Regions from separate parts of the Zea mays genome. Here region 2 is linked to region 1. The links are chromatin contacts, called in public Hi-C maps. All regions are on one chromosome and are shown on one strand. Each heading gives the region's core, a stretch centred on a gene start, on an enhancer-like site or on the middle of the called end of the contact. The rest is flanking DNA. Distances are from core to core; before and after follow the strand shown.

What was found. Hi-C and Micro-C count contacts between places; a contact is called where the count stands out from the background.
Region 2: a Hi-C map of ear shows a contact between it and region 1, with 2.5 times the contacts expected there. The contact joins the promoter of LOC100279586 here to the promoter of LOC100276521 in region 1. A contact is called at or near these places in 3 of 25 Hi-C or Micro-C datasets (ear, endosperm and leaf).

Annotation. Positions count from the first base shown.
Region 1 is chr4:22,443,574-22,446,132 of Zm-B73-REFERENCE-NAM-5.0, forward strand. It overlaps LOC100276521, which reads left to right and starts at 1,290. Exons shown (of 3, transcript NM_001150287.1): 1 at 1,290-1,471; 2 at 2,362-2,559. The coding sequence starts at 1,352.
Region 2 is chr4:23,025,990-23,028,548 of Zm-B73-REFERENCE-NAM-5.0, forward strand. LOC100279586 (putative IQ calmodulin-binding and BAG domain containing family protein) reads right to left here and starts at 1,281. Exons shown (of 1, transcript NM_001152583.2): 1 at 1-1,281. The coding sequence starts at 1,099.

The DNA.
Region 1 (2,559 bases), core at 40-2,539:
GGACAATGATATCAAGCTTACCCTTTAACTGATTGTACAAATTTCTCAAAGGCTCATGGGTAAGACCTCTAGGTCTACTGCATGCCCTAGTTGACTTTGACAACAAGAGAGCATTCAGAAGAAAAAAAATGCTCACTTTCAGATTTCCATCAAGATTAATCATCCGCCCGACTCTCTAATTCACACAGAGGCTTAGTAGCTAGTGTCAATGCTATGTACCTATGTATCTCATTGCATGGAAAGCAATCCAAAGGAGATGAGGTACACCAAGCATGCTACACGAGAAGACTAGGGTCTGGTTTGAGTACTCTAGTATTGACTCTAATCCATATGTATTGATTTGAATTGTGGTGTAACTTAAACTAATTTACACCCAATCCACCTCAATACATGTGGATTGGGGTCAATACTAGAGTATCCAAACAAAGCCTAAGGCCTTGTTTGGATACTCTAGTAATGAGTGGGATTGGAGTGGATTAAGATGTATTGAGAGCGTATTTGATCTATTTGGGATTTGCACCCTCTCCAATCCCTTCGAAACACTCCAATCCCAAAGTATCCAAACTAGGCCTAAGGGGTGTTTAAATACACTAGAACTAATAGTTAGTTAGTTGACTAAAAAATTGCTAGTGAAATTAGCTAACTAACTATTAACTAATTTACTAAAAATAACTAATAGTTGAATGGATGTTTGGATGTCTATAGCTAATTTTAGCAACTAACTATTAGCTTTAGTGCATTCAAAGGTCAAGCAAATCTTGCACGACTAAATGCACGGTCTACTAAGCACAACCTTAATAAACTAAGATATTAAGCTTGGAATTTGACATTCTATTACTTTACAAAATTTAGAAGTTTATTTTAAATTTATACGGTGTATGATGGAAATTGATTGTATAGATCAATGTTGTATTTCTAATCTGCAATTTCTAGCATGCTCCTGGACTTCCCTCCAGCGGAAATCCAGTACATAAATACCTCTATTGTAACTAATGATAGCATATAAATATATTATACATATTATCGTATTCATATTAACTTTATATATATATATATATTAACTTAATATATATATATATATACAAACAATAATTATTAAAATTGATTTCAGTTCCATGATCTCACATTATCTCGTCGTGCGGGAGCCAACCAATCGCGACCACTTGGTCCACCCCACTCTGCTCACCACATGCGCGGAACACGCCACCGCTTGTGGTTTCACGCGAGCGCACCCAGGCCAGCAGTGCGCCCCGCTGATTCCTCTCCGGCCGTCCCGACGTTATCCAACTCCTGAACACCTCTCTCTCGCCACCTCACCTGAACACCTGCTCGCCCCACCCATTCCCTCCGCATGGCCGGCCTCCGCCCTCGCGCCGCCGTAGCTTCGAATTGCCTCCGACCGGCAATTCGGCGAGGCGCCCGTCACGCATCGGGGGCAGCGTTTGGATACTACACCTGCTGGCAGCTACAGGTTCTTTTCTGATTTTTACAGCTTATGTAGCTCTGAAATTGGAAGTGAGTTAGTGAATTCGTGTATAGTCAGGAGGCGATGTCGCTACCTATGGACATGGACTTGGGAACGCGGCTTTTATTTTTGTTGTGTGTGTAGCGTTATTGGTGGGTTTGGTAACGGTTCTTGGGGTTCTTGAGCCTGTAAAGTTTTTCAAGGTAGGGTTTAATCTAACCAAGCAGGAGAAGGATTACCTGAATAGTCTTTTCATCTATAGAGTTCATCTTGCAAATTGCAATTTGTCAACTTCATTTTGGGAAGGCAATTGGTTGGTAGAGTTGACGGTTTACATGGGATCGATATCATGTTCGAATTAAAATTCAGCAGTAGAGAAATTTAGTCAACATTCTTGTTTTTCATTTGATCCTAGTACTACCTCATCAACCTTTTCGCAAATATAAGTCAATACTCTGGTATTTTCTTGTATTTTTTCGCTAAACCAAGCCATTTAAAACAGAGTACAAACTTTTTGCCTGATTTATGGAACAAAAGACACATTTGCTGTGCAATTTCCCAACTAGGCAACTACAGTATAATAATGACTGATCTACTTGTTCTAGCTGTGTGATTCATATGAATCAGAAGTCGGAAGTCTATCTTGTTTCAAGACTGATCTTTAAAGTTAGTATACCTTCCTTTTCCAAAAACAAAAAACAAGTTGTTCTAACTTCTAAGTAACTAGCATAAGCTGCATAACTTTAGTCCAAATATAAGTTTCAGAAATTTTAATTCCAAAAACATTCCATTGTTTAGCTGATAATTATTTTGAGTCACTCTTATAAATCTGCAACTTTGATGTTTAATCTGCTTACATTATTATGAAATAGTTCCTTGTCAACATCAAAACGCAGGGAAATATTTTGAATTGGAGATCTATATCCGCAACTAAAAAGCTCTGGAGTACAGTAGCTAGTGCAAAGCCTGATGATTCTAAATTTGAAAGTGTGGATGCACCACTTGAGCCCCAAACATGTGAAGGCAGCTTCTTGTGTGGTCTGTTGAAGAACCTGCCACACATTTTTCTAGCTGCAGCAGCAAAGCAGTTGCAA
Region 2 (2,559 bases), core at 31-2,530, 580 kb after region 1:
CGCGCTCAAGCGCGTCCACGCGCTCCGCCAGAGCCCCGATCACCGCGCACTGCTGCGCGTTCTGCTCGCACAGGGCCGCGACCATCTCCATAACCTTCCGAGTGTCCAGGGCGCTGTCGGCAGCTCCGGCCTCCCCTGTCGGCCTCATCACCTCGCTCGTCATCGGTGTCTGCGGGGGCGCCTCGGTGGAACCCGTCGCCGCAGTTGTAGGCTCCGCTTCATCCGCCACCATCTCCCATTCGCCCTCATTGGAGACTTCCGTCTGGTCGCCGTTAATGTGCCCGTCGTCCTGCTTATTTTCGGATTCCTTCACCGCTTCTGGCACCGCCTCGCTGTCAGCTTTGCCCCCGTCCACCTCCATATCGGCAACCGTCTCAGCCGCCGCATTCACCCCAACCCCGCCGCTGTGCTCAGCGGCGACCGGCATCTCCGTCGCCTCCGCGCTGTCGTCCACCATCTCGGACGTCACCTCAGACTCGTTCTCCTCCGCCACGACCTCCGAATCCGGCGCCGGCTTTGGTTCGAGGGCGTCAACAGCATCCTGCAGCGCGAGGACCCGCTTGGTGACCCTCTTCCGGTATTCCCGCGCGCCTCGCACCGCATCGAGCCGCAGCAGCATCTTCATCAGCGTCTCCCCGACGGCGATCCGCGCCCTCGCGTCCCCGCGCAGCGCCTCCGCCTCGCGCGCAACCTTCTCTCCGACCTCCGCCGCCTCACGCTCCACCTCACGAACAGCACGCACCGACTTCCTCGCCATGAACCCGCGCGCAGCGGCCTGCAGCCTAATCGCCGCCGCCTCCGACGACGGCGCCCGCTTCCTCAGCACCGCCGCCTGTGGCATCCTGGCCGCCCCGCGCACCGGCTCCGGATCGGAACCGACGAAGCGGACGGGAACGGAGACCGACCTCGAAGACTCGACCCTGGGCCGCGGGTCCACCTTCACCGCCTCCGGCGCGGCTTCTGCGGCGGCCGGGAAGAACCCGCCGACGCCGCGGGACGGAGCGGGGTGCTGGTACCGGTAATAGGGGTAGGCGTAGTGGTACGGGGAGGTGTAGTAGTAGTCGTAGGGGTCGTCGTAGAAGAAACGGCGAGACGCCATTGCTGCTGGTGCGTTGGGCTTTTGTTGGAGCTGCTATTCCAGTTGCTCTGTGATTGATGGTGTGATGGTAGGGGATGTTGTCGCGGTGCCTATATACGACGAGTGCGAAAGTTCGAGAAGGCTTTGGTCGTCTTCGGAATGTTCCGGAGCTTCGAATTGCTTGAGCACTGGGACGAGTTTTGTGGTTCGGGAGGGTTCTGGAAACGTGGGGAAAGGAGGGGTCAACGACTCTGGTGACGCGTGGGCCCATGTTTGTCATGGTCGTCAGTAGTGACCACATAGGTGTTAGCTGATATGGATTTCCTTTATATAGATATTCGTATTTGTATTTCATTTTAATATAAGTATGTCTAAATTTGATTTCTAGTACTTTTCTTTTTCAAGTTCTAAATTCGTATTTGGTAAAACCGGCATATATCCAATAATTTTAGCATGCGTGAATTTCGATAAAACCATTTAAAACTTATTTTTATCACTAATTATTATTTATAGATGAATATAATTTAAATAATGTATCCACATTTTAAAATGTTAAAATATATTTATATGATAAATAAATAACCATGTTAATCTTATATTTATATTACTAGTGATATTGACATGGTTTTATAACACATAATTCATGTCTCAGTTAGTCCACGACTCAATCCGAGACGCTACTTATTGACAATCACTCATTATGAACCAACCATAAGGGACAAATCAACCTTGTGTTCGCCAACCTGCATAGGGCAACAACCAACCATGCCATCAGAACCGAGAAAAGGAGCGAAGCTGATCCAAGCTACCCCAATCGACATATATCACTCTGACAAGAGCGATGGATTACCCAAGGAGGAGCGGGAATGGGAGATGAGATTGCAGGGTTGGAAGAATACATACCTAGATCTAGATCACGTCGCAGAGAGGCTACGCGGCGGAGTTGGTATGGAACATGTGAGACGACGAGGTGGCAGATCGGATAGGCAAGGTGATGGCACATGTGGGACCGTGGAACCCTAGAGAGTGGAGAGGCGTGCAGGTTGATCAGAACTGATGAGGAAGGGTGAGACGGGCATGAGCACACACCTACCGAGGATGTCGTGGACGATGACGAGGAGGTGGTCCGGTGCGTGGGAGGAGACTACATCGGTAGAGATGTCGATGATGCCAGAAACGGATTACTCAGCATGATCTAGTGTCGAGCGGTCGTTGCCATTGCACATGTTCGCCGGCAGTCGCGGGGTCAGAGCCGATGGGGACATGATGAAATGGCACTAGGGAGCCCTGGGCATGCCGTGGAAAACTAGAACGTGCATCGACGTTGAGCGAGCGAGTCTGCGTGGACTGGATTCCCACTTAATGATGGTCGCCTTCATGTTCGTGGCGATCTTTTTGGCGTACCAAGAAGAACCATCACACAACTACTGACCCACTCGAAAAAACACTAGGGATGAAAGAGCCGATGACAAGGGCGAATT